2 separate regions of the Callithrix jacchus genome follow, and region 1 is linked to region 2. The links are chromatin contacts, called in public Hi-C maps. All regions are on one chromosome and are shown on one strand. Each heading gives the region's core, a stretch centred on a gene start, on an enhancer-like site or on the middle of the called end of the contact. The rest is flanking DNA. Distances are from core to core; before and after follow the strand shown.

Region 1 (7,592 bases), core at 4,582-7,081, 68 kb after region 2:
GCTAGTTAAGAAAGGCTGGCATTATCAAGTACTTGAGGTTGCTGGGGGCAAGGCCTGGGTCTCAGAGCAGCCAACTAAGGTTCCAGAGGCAGATGAGAAGCATATGGCCTTAGAAGTCTTTCCCAGCAGCTCAGACTCTGTCCTGCAGGGAACAGGGCACTGGTACCAACTTTCAGGAGGCCTGTAATGTGCTATGAGCGTGCCTTTTTTTTTCTTTCTCTTTTGAGACAGGGTCTCATTCTGTCACCCACTGGCTGGAGTGCGGTGGCCTGAACATGGCTCACTCCTGGGCTCAAGTGATCCTCTCACCTCAGCCTCTTGATTAGCTGGGAACACAAGTGTGTGCCACTGTGTCTGACTATTTTTTTTGTTGTTTGTGAGATGAAGTCTTGCTATGTTGCCTAGACTGGCTTCCCAAAGTTCTGGGATTACAGAAATGAATTACCACGTCTGACTTGAGTGTGCTTTTTAAGAAAGATCAAGACTTCCAGTGAAATTTAATGGCTAAAAAAAAAAAAAAGAAGAGAGAGAGAGAGAGAAAGAAAGAAAGATCAAGTATATGCCCTTATGGGGGATGGTAAAATTAGCAGAAATGTGGAGATAATCGGGAAATTATTTTAACAATCCAGTTCAGAGTCAGCAAAGAGCTGAGAATGTGACCATCATCACATACTAGAGAGCAGAATATCTATGTCATTTTTGTTTATTAATTTCATTCATTCATTTAAAAATTCTTTTAATGAATAAAAGTGGGTTTCCATTTTGTGCCGGACCCATTATGTGCTGGTGCTGAGGACACAGCTGTGAACAACACAGGCATGGCTCTGGCCCTTCTAGATCAGAGTCTGACCAGGAACGCAGACAATAAATGTATAATGATACAATTGATGAATTATAATTTTAAGAGATGTTATTAAAGGACAAGGTCAAGGTGCTAGCTCCTGCTGTAGCTTGCACACTGCCCTGTAGTCAGACAGCCCTAGGTTCAAAGCCTGGTTTCTCTACCACTCAGGGGAGAGGCCCAGAGCAAGTTTCTCAGGCTCTTCCAGCTTCAGTTGCCTCATTGTAAAAGTGAGTAGCAACAGCATGCACTCACAGGATGGCTAAGAAGGATTAAGCTTAGCACTGTAGTTGGAAGTGTCCACGAGCACCTCACAGGCAGCAGAAGCTCAAGAGGTGTTAATTGGCTCTTCCACAAGGTGGTCATGATAAATCCCGGCTGGATAGAATCAAGTACTTAATCCTGAACCCCTCAGTCCCTGGCAACATGACTGAAGACCTTGAGGAATGCTGATCTGAAGCATATAAAGTAGCTAGCTTCTTCTGGGCACAGTGGTTCATGCCTGTAATCCCAGCACTTTGGGAGGCTGAGGTGGGCAGATCACTTGAGGTCAGGAGTTTGAGACCAATGAGCCTGGCACATGTTGAAATCCCATCTTCACTAAAAATACAAAAGTTAGCCAGGGCATGGTGGTGCGTGCCTGTAGTCCCAGCTACTAGGGAGGTTGAGGCAGGAGAATCGCTGGAACCCAAGAGGCAGAGGTTGCAGTGAGCCGAGATGGTGCCACTGCACTCCAGCCTGGTCAACAGAGTGAGACTCCATCTCAAAAAAAAAAGTAAAAAAATAAAGTAGCCAGTTGATCTCTGAATAAGCTCTTTAGAAGTGCTCTTTTTTTGAGATGGAGTTGCACTCTTGCTGCCCAGGCTGAAGTGGAATGGCGCAATCTTGGCTCACTGCAACCTCCACCTCCTGGGTACAGGTGATTCTTCTGCCTCAGCCTCCCACATAGCTACCATTTCAGGTGTGCACCACCACACCTGGCTAATGTTTGCATTTTTAGTAGAGATGGGATTTAACCATGTTGGCCAGGCTGGTCTTGAACTCCTGACCTCAGATGATCCATCTGCCTCAGCCTCCCAAAGTGCTGCGATTACAGGTGTGAGCCACTGCGCCTGGCAGAAATGCTCATTTTTGAGAACTGCAGGTCTACTTCAAAATTGTGAAAAGTGCTATCCTCCCTTTGTTCCACTCTCAACCTCCAAACAAAGCTACTGCCAGGCATGTAGGAAACAGCCCTGGGTTTTGGTATCTCCCAATGATTCATCCCCTAAGGAAATGACATTCCCTGGAATATTTAAAGAAAACCTTTTCAGAGGCGCCATGGCTCACACCTGTAATCCTAGCACTTTGAGAGGCTGAGGTGGGTGGATTGCCTGAGGTCAGGAGTTCAAAACCAGCCTGACCAACATGGCAAAACCCCATCTCTACTAAAAATACAAAATTAGCCTGGTGTGGTGGTGCATGCCTGTAATCCCAGCTAGTCGGGAGGCTTAGGCAAGAGAATAACTTGAACCCAGGAGGCAGAGGTTGCAGTGAGCCAAGATGGCGCCACTGTACTCCAGCCTGGGTGACAGAACAAGACTCCGTCTCCCTGGATCATCCCCCCTGTCCCCCCGCAAATAAAAGAACTCCATCTCAAAAAAAAAAAAATCCTTTTTTGACCGTCAGAGGCCAATGTATCTATATCCTTTGTAACTCCAGTGGAATTTGTATCTGCCAAGGTCTTTCTCTTAGAAGGTTCAGGCCTTCATCCAACAGGCATAGATTGAACATTTGATTGACACGTGCCAGTCACTGGGCTAGGTGCTGGGATTATAATATAAAAAATAATGGCCGGGTGCAGTGGCTTATGCCTGTAATCCTAGCAGTTTGGGAGGCCGAGGCGGGCAGATCATAAGGTCAGGAGATAGAGACCATCCTAGCCAACATGGTGAAACCCCATCTCTATTAAAAATACAAAAATTAGCTGGGCATGGTGGCATGTGCCTATAGTCCCAGATACTTGGGAGGCTGAGGCAGGGGAATTGCTTGAACCAGGGAAGCGGAGGTTGTAGTGAGCCGAGATCTTGCCACTGTACTCCAGCCTGGTGACAGAATTAGACTCCATGTCAAAAAAAAAAAAGAAAGAAAAGAATAAGACCCACTCCAGCCTTAAAGGAATCCTAACCTTGTGGGAAGTTAGAGAGAAAAAGGAATCACTGCTATCTGTGTTTTAAGGGCTAGCATCGAAATTGCACAAGCCATAGGGTGAGTGCACGGAGGCAAACCAAGGTACCTTGCCTGGAGGAACATTCCAGACTGCTCTGGATCTGCTACTTGATGATAATGATGTTACTTATTGACCACCACTATGCCCAAGTCCATTATTTATGAATCAGAAGATTTCACATTGAAATTTTGAAAACAATTGCAAGGTAAGAAAAACAGCTCTAGGTTGGGTGTGGTGGCTCACGCCTGTAATCCCAACACTTTGGGAGGCTGAGGCAGGTGGATGGCTTGAAGCTAAGAGTTTGAAACCAGCCTGACCAACACGGTGTAACCCTGTCTCTACTAAAAATGCAAAAATCAGCTGGCCATGGTAGCGCATGCCCGTAATCCCAGTTTTTCAGGAGGCTGAGGCATGAGAATCACTTGAACCGGGAGGTGGAGGTTGCAGTGAGCCAAGATTGTGCCACTACACTCTAGCCTGGGTGACAGAGTGAGACTCTGTCTCCAAAAAAAAAAAGAAGAAAAAAAAAATTAAAAATAAATAAGCTCTAGCTACGTAAGCTATAAAAGATGACAGGATATTGCATGTTTATAAAAAATTGATGGAAAGGCTGGAGGAGTGGGCTCTAAGCTGGGTCCCGACAAATGGCACCAGAACACACCCAGATCGGCTGGCCAAAATGGCATCCCAACTGCTGACTCCAGACTCCTCCGACCTTAATCACAATCCAGAGTCAGGCAGCCACCATTATCCAACTACGTTACTTTAGTTAATCCCCATGATAACTCCATGAGGAGTATATTACATATAGTATATGGACAGTATTTAAAAGAGAGCCTGAATTTTGGTAACTGCTTCACACATGTTGCTTATTACTGTTATTGTCTTCATTCTACAGTGGATGCAGCTGAATTCAGGTGATACAACCTCAAAATGCCATAGAGTCCAAGCATATGATTTAGGCAAATTCCCAGGAGGCCCAAAGAACAGTTTGGGTTTCCATCGCTGGCAGAATGGATGGGTAAAACGTGGTACATTCACACAATGGGATATTGTCTGGCAGACAGAAGCAACAGATTAACAATATACAAAGTGTTAATGAGAGTTGGAAGACTTGATCCTTGGCTTCTGAAGAGGGCTTCTCAGCTCCAGCAGATGGATGCCTTGTGGGAATGTGGACTACAACAGATACGGTACAATGACTCGCTTAGCATCTCTCCTTCCTTCCTCCTGGTGCCTTCCTGAACTGCAGAGGCTAGAAAGGTAAAATCCACCTTTCTCAGCCTCCTTTACTGTTTCTAGGTATGATCAGAACCCAGATGTATTTGCAGAAGATTCAAAGTTAGAGTCAAGTTAAATGGCAATGAAGGTGAAGTCACCCAGTCACCTGTGTTGCTAGTGTAGGCCTGGCCAATACAGAACCAGCACTGACAATGGCAGCTACCTGATGCTGGATCATGGTTAAGGTAGAAGGAGCCTGGAGTCAGCAGTTAGGATACCAGCTTGGCCAGGTGGTCTGGGTGTTGTTCTGGTGCCATCCCTAGGGTCCCAGCCGAGAGCCCATTCCTCCAGCCCTTCCATCGATTTTACAAACATGCAATATGCTGTCATCTTTTACAGCTTAACATAGCTAGAGGTATTTTTCTTATCTTGTAAGTTTTTTTCAAAATTTCGAGGTGAAATCTTCAGCTTTGTAAATATGGACTTGGAAAAGGTAGTATCCTTTCTGAGCCTCGGTTTCCTCACTTATAAAATGGTTGTTTGGGCCAGGTGCAGTGGCTCACGCCTGTAATCTCAGCACTTTGGGAGGCTGAGTTGGGCAGATTACCTGAGGTCAGGCATTTGAGACCAGCCTGGCCAACATGGTGAAACTCCATCTCTACTAAAAATACAAAAATTAGCGAGGCATGGTGGCCTGCATCTATAGTCCCAACTACTCAGGAGCCTGAGACAGGAGAATCGCTTGAACTGGGAAGGCAGCCACCATTATCCAACTACGTTACTTTAGTTAATCCCCATGAAAACTCCATGAGGGGTGTATTACATATAGTATATGGACAGCGAAGGCATATACTATATGTAATGGGAAGGCAGTTTGAGGTGACTTTGCAGTAAGCAGAGATTGCACCACAGCCCTCTAGACTGGGTGACAGAGAGAGACTGTCTAAAAAAAAAAAAGTTGTATGAAATCACTTCCTGTAGGCAGTGGGGAAGATTCTGTGGAATATCATTTGAAAGTGCCTGTCATATAGCAACTGCTCAGTAATGGAAAACTGTGTAGTATAAAAACCATGGGTTTTGTAGGAACTGGGTTCAAATAGTGGCAATGCTGCCTACCAGCTATGTAATGACTTAAAACTTTCTGAAGCCCTGGGAAATGCTGCTGATAAAATAGCAACTACTATGTGGTCTTTGGATTGTATGTTTGTTTTGGGGAGGGTTAGAGAACTAACATACAGAAAGACACCCAGTACAGGGCTTGCCTGACTCATAGTAGTCTCTTCTCAAATGTTCATTCTCTTTCTTATCTCCTCTTCTCTCCAATTATTTAATGTGTTTTCTCATGATGAGGATGGTTGAAAAGAAACTAATTAGGTACACAGCTGTAAAGGATGTAATTACTCTCCCTAATAGGAGGCTGACACCTTTTTTTCCCCCCCTCTCTCCATAACACAGGAAATAAAGCTGCACTTGCGATTTCACTGGGGGTGTCTGGGTGCCCTGGTGACTGTTCTGTTCACACCTATTTCCTGCCACTAACCGTCCTTTCTTCTGCCACTGGAGCCATGACCTTGATCTGTTTCACAAGATAGGACTGTTGTTCTGGGCCTCTGGGGACTGCCAAGTGAGATAGGAGGAGTGGGGCAAGGGATGCCCTCTGAGAGCCCAGGGAAAGTGCCAGTAAGGTGGGAAACTAGACGGGATGACGTTGGGCATTAGAGTCGGTTAGTCTGCTGAGCGGGCTCTACTGGAGGCTGTTGTTATATATGCAAGGGTATGGTCAGGTATAGAATTACAGATAGAAGGGTTGGAGCTATTTAAGACCTGATAGAATAGAGGGAACAGTGGCTATTTTAGGATTAGACTTTGGCCTCTCTCTTGCTGAGACAGACTTCTTGGCAAGAAGAGTAACCCATGGAATCCATTGAGAAACATTTGTAAGGTGGGTGCAGTGGCTCATGCCTATAATCCCAGCAATTTCGGGGGACCAAAGCAGAAGGATTGCTTGAACCCAGGAGTTTGAGACCAGTCTGGGGAACATGGTAAAATCTTGTCTCTACAAAAAATAGCCAGGCGTGGTGGCATGTGCCTGTAGTCCCAGCTGCTTAAGAGGCTGAGGTGGGAGGATGGCTTGAGCCCCAGAGGTGGAGGTTGCAGTAAGCCGAAATCGCACCACTGCACTTCAGCCTGGACATCAAAGCTAGACCCTGTCTCAAAAAAAGAGAGAAGCATTTTTGGAATCCATCAATAAACACTTACATTGAGTATTGCTTGCTGTGTGTTCCTGTAAGCACTGCAGGGAAGGACAGTGTTTTTTTTTTTTAAGATGGGGTTTCACCGAGATGGCCAGGCTGGTCTTGAACTCCTGACCTCAGGTGATCCACCCATCTCGGCCTCCCAAAGTGTTAGGATTACAGGCGTGAGCCACCGCGCCCAGGCTTGTCTTGTATTTTAATCCCTACTAGAGCCTACCAATGGTGACTGGCACATAGTGACCAGCACACAATCTGTGATTTATTGTTAATGTAGGCAGGGCATTTTGTGAAAAGACCAGTCCACTCGGCAAACATTTGTTGAGTGCCCACTAATTTCCTGTCAGGCACCCTGCTGGAGTCTGAGGAGATGAAGATAAATAAGAGTTTCTGCACCCAAGGAGTTTACATCATAGAGATGGAGGCAGAGGCGGGCATTCAGCTGACAGTAACTGAGTACCTGCTTTGTCCACACACCTGCCAGGCTCTTGGAATGTAACAGGAAGTAAGACCTAGTGTCTGCCCTTAAAGATCTTATAGGCTGTTGCAGATGGGAAGGAATTGTCAGATGGACAGGCTATTCCAATATGGTGGGCTTTCAGGCAAGGGTGGGTAGAAGCTCCTGGTGCTGTGGAAGATCTGGTAGGTCCCTTTATCCAGAAAACCAGGGTGTTGTGGTGGGGGGAGCTGTCCAGGGCATTGTGGTGGGGGGAGCTGTCCAGCCTCAACCAGGGTATGAGGCTGGTTGGGAGTGGTGGGAAGTGAAATTTGAAGCAAGTTGGGACTGGATCTTGCAAAAACTTGTTTTTCCTGCCAAGTAAAGAACTTGGACTTCATTCTGAAGGCAATGGGGAAACAAGAGAGGTGTTTTTAAGTTAGACTTTGTTATTATTATTTTGAGACAGAGTCTCGTTCTGTCACTCAGGCTGGAGTACAGTGGCACGATCTCAGCTCACCGCAATCTCCATCTCCTGGGAGCAAGAGATTCTCCTGCCTCAGCCTCCTGAGTAGCTGGGATTACAGGTGTGTGCCACCAGGCCAGGCTAATTTTTGTATTTTTAGTAGAGAT
Region 2 (7,000 bases), core at 1,496-3,995:
CACCCAAGTGAACAATAGTTGGTGTCCCCACCCAATATCCAATATTAGGCTTACAGAATCTTAAAAAACACTTATTAAGCTCACCTAATGAAAAAGATTGATACTGAAAACTGCATGCTTATTTTGATATACTTATCTATAACTTGCAAGCTCACTAACTGCACTAGATTCGAAGCATTCATTCTTTTTAAGAAAATGTCTGTTCCACTCTCAATGACATTCTGCTGTCAATTCTTAAGTTCTTCAAATGGACAAGAGTAGCTACAAATTTAATTCATAAAACATTATATATCTGCCTATACTTTGTTAAGCATTGTGTCACAATGTGTTACCAAAATCACAGAACACAAACAGGTTAACCTTCCTACTCTATGCAGGGATTTTCCTTAGATTTATTCCCAGTGAACCAAACGGTAGAATCTCAAAACGAGTATTTTCCATTCATCATGTTTCCTATATTTATATGCTTGTATTTTATGCAACTTATTAAGAATGCTCTGAAATAATGACCTAAGAAAAATGCTGATTGCTACCTGCAAGAGGCTGGGGGGAAAGAATAAGTAAATGAATTTTAAAAAGAAAGAAAGAAAGAAAAATGCTGATTGCTAATATGAAATAGTTTTCCCATGGATTTACTGAATGGTGAACTTTAAGTCCTGGTTCTAACTTCATGAAACCATTCCCCACATTTGCAACTTATAAAAACATTACTTTTCAGGTAAGAGCTTATTTCATAGACGGGATTCATGATCAAAACTCAGGCATTTAAACCATGCTTCATGCTTTGAGCATTCAAAATGAGTGAACACATCTAGCTGGTACATTTTAGATTTATTCGTCAGACTCAACTTTTTCATGTACTTTCTTGAGGTGAGCTTAAGCATAGTTTCAGCGTTTCTTAACACGGGAACTAAATGATTTATTTAATTGTGCTAGAGTCCCATAAAGCTTAACTAGCTAAAGAGATACTTGGCCTAAGTGACGTACATGCCTTCTAATACTCCCGTTTTTCCCCAACCTACAATTTTACCACAAGAATTAATTATTTTCCTTTACGCACCACCTAGGACCGAGGTTCATTACAAGCCTCACAAAAGTCCTCAAAAAAAAAAAAAAAAAAAAATTCCTAAAACAAATCCTACCACGAGTAAACTTTTGATTTTGAAAATTAGTTGAATGTTATAGAATTCAACTAAAGCTAATGAGAAACAACTTTCTGAAGCACGTGGTAAGGGGTAATTTCCACTTTCAACATAAAAATACAACTTTAAAGATTCAGAGCTGAAGTCCGACACCTGCTTGCTACTAACCACGCATGTTCTTATCCCCAAACCGTTTGCTTTTTCATCCATAACGAACCGGTAATGAGTGCAAAAATCAAGACAATCCTATGAAACTCAGTGCCCTGGAAACAACTATTAACCGCCAGTGAAACCGATCATGCTTCACACACATGTGGGGTGGAAGAAAAAACTGCAGACTCTAAAGAGCTTTGCTGCGATTAATGCTGTGACAGCCTCTGCACTGACTTCACCCACGAGACCCAGACCACACCAAGTTAAAGATTCAGTCTGGGGAGTCGAGAGAGAGGATCGCGACTCGAGGACGTTCCTCGGGATGTCCTGCAATCACCGGTCTTCATTCGTAATTCCCGCTTCTGCTTAATCGAGTGTGGCAAACTCCTCCATTTCCCGACAGCTCAACTCACCCCAGCAAGTTATGAGAAGGCTCCTAACAGTTGAGAGGGAGAGGGGAAACAATAAAACATATGCGGCACCCCAACCAGCAGCTTATTCCACACGTCTGATGGCCTGGAACGACCCCCGCTTTTCAGTGGGGGTACTCCGCTCCGTCGTGGGACAAGATGGCAGGACGGGAGCCCGAAACATCATCATCTCAAAGGTGCAGCTCTGGCAGTAAGCAGCGGTGGACCCAAGCTCCTCCATAACTACGGGAAGCTTCAGTGAGCGGCCGGCTTCCCCGCACCTCAGTCCACGCGCTCGCCCGCCAAGGAATCCGGCGGGAAGGCAACAGCCTCCCAGTACGTCGAGCGCGCTCGAGGAGCAGCTCATCTGCAACCACGCTCCTCTGCTCACAACCTGAGGCGGGAAGGAGGTGGCTCCGGGAACCTAGCCGGCGGTGGCTTGAACTTGGGGCTACCACGCTCCCGGCACCTTTGCAGGACCTGGCTTTGGTCGCGTGAAGAAACGTGAGGAAATCGGCTACAAAGTCTCCCGGGGACCCTCGGAGCTCCAGAAACAAGTGGCAGCCGGCAGCCCCCTAGCTCCTTCCCTCCATCTCAATCTCCCCCACATTCTGCCCCTGCTTTACCTTCTTTCTTAAGCGCCACGGGCGGCTGCGTCTCCTCTTTCTTGTCAACCACGCCAACGCTGGGGGGCAGCGGGTTCTTGCGGTCTTTCTGGGACTCCTTGCGCAGCTGCTTGCCTGCCGCGTTGGAGTTGGTCTGCGCCGCGGCCTGAGCTGCGCTCTTGGCCCCAGGGCCCCCAACGCCGCCCCCGCCGGCTTCTTTTTTCTTGTTCTCCGCTGCCTTTAACACCTCGAAAGGGTCCGATTCGTCGTCAAATAACTGGTCGAATCGGTTGGTGACCACGCAGCCGAAGCCTTCCTGTAAGTGCCCTGGCATGATGGTGGCTCGGCGGCGCGTTCCTCCACGGATTGCAGCGGGCCGCGCCGAGCCAAGAGCGCCTGCTTCAGCTCTTCCCACAAGATGGCCGGGCCGAGAGAGGGGGGCCGTCTTCTCTTCCGGCGCCAGGCACACATCCGGGAGCGGCCTGCGCCGCAAGGCACTGTGGGTTATGTAGGCCAGAGTCGTTTCTCCTGAGGCGACTCCCCGCGTAGAGACTACAATTCCCAGGATGCACCTCGCGACAACTCTTCGCGCGCGCCTGAGAGGCGGGACCTCACGAAGGGAGTGAAGCGTACGAGCTGAAGGAGGGGAAGCGTGGTGGTGGTGGTGGGCGGAGTCCTGCCACCTGCTCTACCCACCCTCAAACTCTCTAGGTCTTCAGCTACCCTGAAACCAGAAAAACGTGACGGTGTAATTGACTCGCGAAAGTGCTCTCTGGTTTCACTCACGCCCCCTCGGGCCCAGGGCTAACTTTCCCCACCGCTCCGGGAGGGTCAAGGTGACTCCCAGACCTTACAGCTGGAGACCCACAAACTTCCGGGGGAGGGGGTGTTGCTGAGGTGCCGCGCCGGCCGCGGGTAGGCTGCAGCCCGCCTGTGATAAGTCCGAGGTGCTCAGTTGCCAGAGTCCCCCTCCGTCAGCCTCCACGGTGAATCGAGGCTCTTCTGTCTAATGTGAGGTGGAATACGTTTCTTCTAGTGGGGACGTGAACTAGGGTAGCAGAACTAAGCAAAAACACAAGTGGAGCTATCACATGGGAGTGTGGCGCGCCTTTCCCGGGCTTCTCGCCGTGTGGCGGTCGGATAACTCCTGACCGTGCAGCGCTAGACGCGGGGGAATCCTCCAGAAAGACTGGAGAAACGCTTGCTACAGTCATTCCATTTAATTGTCCGTTCGTGTCCTGCAAGCCGGGGCTTCGGTGGCTGTAGTGTTGGTCACATGGGCTCAATAAATACCATGTTAGAGCATTTCGAGTGCGTGTGTGCTAGGAGTTGCGATGAGGAGAGGGAACTACTGAAATCAATGATGACTAAAAGCGTTGATACTAATTAAGTTAATTAAGAGAATACAACTTCATTGCATTTTTAAGCACATTTCGTAGCGCCGTCTTTAAATATATCATGATTTTAAATCGCTTTCCGTTAATATAAAATAGCAAATGCATCTCTTGTCAGTAGCTTTGAATAACCTTGAAGTCAACATCTCGTTAGGCAAATAGTTTGCCTCTTCTCACAAATGCTGAAACCATTTCACAGATGAAATTATTTACCAAATTCACACCTCTGTAAATGCTAGTGACAGGCATTAGCCCAGTCTTCTACCTCCGCTATGAGACTGGACATGAACTCTTTAATTCAGACTCTGCCCTGATAGAAACCAATCCAATTTTTATATTTCCGGTATGATTTAAACATTGTTGCATGTCAGGGTATGTAACATGGCAGAATGTAATCATCAATTTCTGAGCAGATTTTAAATCAATTCCTTAGCAGGGAAAATAGAAGACAAGAGTCATATTACATACATGTGGCAGCAAGCCTGGTTGTCTTCTCAATCCTCCCCAACTCAGTCACTTATTTCCCTGCTGCCTCAGTCGTAAACTCCCAACCTCAAACACATCCCCTACCTCACCCTGCCTTCCTCAGTCCCTGGCTTTGTGGCACCTACCAAGACAAAGAGCTTTTAAGCATACTCTCCCACCCTTTCGAAATAGCTCAAGTGCAATGTGGAATATCTCCACATTTTGATAGATCCTTCCTCTTCACCAGGGGCTGTTGCATCTTTGAGACATCTGTGAAAGCACCTCTTGTTACCTCTTTCTGGCCATGCCAGCAATAACAATATTCATAGCTAAAATATCATGTTTTAGTATATGCTTGCTGCACTTTACATATGTGACCTCCCCTAGTCCTTACATCAACTCTATAAGAAAGTTATTACTCCATGCCCCCAGAAAAAGTTATTACTCATGTTTTAAGATGAAGAAAATGAAAACAAAGAGCTTAAGTAAGTTAACTACTCCTGCCACAATGTAGGGTGTGGGGCAGGCCTGTTGTTAGTCATTTTTCTCCTCCATTACAGATTGCTGGTTTGCTCTAACAGATCTTCATGACCACCAAGCATTATTACAATAAGAATATTTGAAAATAAGCTACACATAGGGGAATTTTCTGGCTATGAATTGGTGAGGTTTATTTATGCTCCTCAGAGAACTTACCTATTAAATATTACATAAAAACGTTATGAATAAGCATTTGGAGAAAAAGGGAGAATCTTCTATATTTCAGAAGTTTTAAAGCCCATTTTTAAAGTACACAAAGTTCAAGATGGTCTTTTACATCTCTCAATCAATTGTTATTTTATAACTAATATTATAAATGTTTCACTGTTTCCTTTATTATACAAAATTGAAATATTAATTTCTTAATATTAAATATTAAAATATCTAAAAGTTATTGCTACACTCAATAGGAGAACATCAGCCAAATAAACCTCCAGGGAAGAGAGATTTCCTGGCAGACACTATTATTCAAATTAAAGGCATGATTTATAAAAGCAACAAGTGTCAGATGATGTCACTGATTAGACATGTGGCCTAAAACGTCATCTCTCTAGCAATATTTGAATCACATCTTCTCTGAAAAATACTCATGTAACTTCACAGTCTTATCTACAACAAGCCTCTCTAAAGAATTTTTTGGCAATAAATGCTGAAAACCATGATTAAATATCCAATATAGTTGCCTAATGTTAATGAAATGGAGAAACAATATTACATCTTCCTTCCTGCCTTCATTTACTTTCAGGATGCTACTATAGTACTCAGTTCTCAGCCACATTGCAACTTGCTTCCATTTCTTAATAATCTTGACCCCTGTTATTGTTGCTATAAATAGTGATAATAACTAACAACTGCTATGCTACATTTTTTTGTACCCATGTTCAAGCATTCCTCCTGCCTTAGTCTCTAGAGTAGCTGGGATTACAGGTGTGTGCCACCACGCCTGGCTAATTTTTTGTATTTTTAGTGGAGATGGGGTTTCACCATGTTGGCCAGGCTGGGTTTTTTTTTTTGAGACACAGTCTTGCACTGTCACCCAGGCTGGAGTGCAGTGGTGCAATCTTGGCTCACTGCCACCTCCATCTCCCGGGTTCAAGCAATTCTCCCTGTCTCAGCCTCTGGAATAGCTGGGATTACAGGCACCTGCACCCTGCTAATTTTTCTTTCTTTAGTAGAGAGGGGGTTTCAACATGTTGACCAGGCTGGTCTTGAATTCCTGACTTAGGTAAACTGTGCGCCTCAGTCTCCCAAAGTGCTGGGATTACTGATGTGAACCACTGCGCCTGGCCTACTGTACTATAATTTTAGCATTTACTGTGTGCTAGACACTGCTAAGTATTAAATACCTTACATGCATTATTTTCTTTAATTTTCAGAATAACATTATGAAGTAAAAAGTATTACTACCTCTATACCCCTGTTATAGATAGGGAACCTGAGGCTAAGTGCCCCTCCCAAATTCACACTGACTGAAAGAATCTGGCAGTCTGATCTTACAGCCTGGACACCCAGTAGTAACCTGGTAGGGGGAAAAGTCCTTCATCTTTGCATTGCCACCACATGTAGCAAAATCAAACTATTCTAACAGTTTGGGGACACTGGATATAGGCATCGCATCAATGTAAATAGGCTGATTTTTAGTGTATTTAATATATAATGTATTTTTAAAACAAAACCAGTAAAGGTGGTTCTTGTTAAGAAAAGGACAGATCCCCTATGTCTGACAATGGAATGCTAAGTATAATATTGCAAGTCTAGGCTTGTGCTAAAGTTAGAATATCAAAGCTAAAAATAGAAACATTACACTCCTTTTGCTACCTCAAACTCACTTTGAAGGTTGAGCTTCTTGGTTTTAAACTTCCTTTTTTTTTCTTTTTTTGTATTATGCTCTTCAAAACATAAAATAAAACAAAAAACTAAGCAGAAAAATATCTATATTGAGATATAATTCATGTTCTATATAATTCACCCACTTAAAAGACACCAGTTAATGGTTTTTAGTATATTCATAGAGTTGTGCAACTATCACCATTATCTAATTTTAGAGCATTTTTACACTTGAGAGAAACCTATACCCATTAGCAGTCATTTCTTATTTTTCTACCCTCAGCCCTAGGTAACCACTAATTTACTTTCTGTCTCATACATTTGCCTATTCTGGACATTTCATGTAAGTAGACTCTTACAATGTGTGGTCATTCGTAACTGGCTTATTTCAGTTACCACAATGTTTTCAAGTTTCATGTATGTTGTAGCATGTATCACTACTTCATTTTTTTTTTTGTAACTGA

What was found. Hi-C and Micro-C count contacts between places; a contact is called where the count stands out from the background.
Region 1: a Hi-C map of skeletal muscle shows a contact between it and region 2, with 2.6 times the contacts expected there. The contact joins the enhancer-like site here to the promoter of SERBP1 in region 2. A contact is called at or near these places in 2 of 3 Hi-C or Micro-C datasets (induced pluripotent stem cells and skeletal muscle).

What each region holds. Positions count from the first base shown.
Region 1 is chr7:104,729,035-104,736,626 of calJac240_pri, forward strand. No RefSeq gene overlaps it. Among named protein-coding and RNA genes, the nearest start is that of SERBP1, 66 kb to the left of the region's middle. Within about 2 kb of position 5,832, at least 2 of the 16 cell types and tissues checked have an H3K27ac peak or open chromatin away from gene starts, as enhancers often do. A contact at or near this core is called in skeletal muscle, where this site is marked.
Region 2 is chr7:104,663,947-104,670,946 of calJac240_pri, forward strand. SERBP1 (SERPINE1 mRNA binding protein 1) reads right to left here and starts at 2,746. Exons shown (of 8, transcript XM_003733462.6): 1 at 2,332-2,746. The coding sequence starts at 2,644.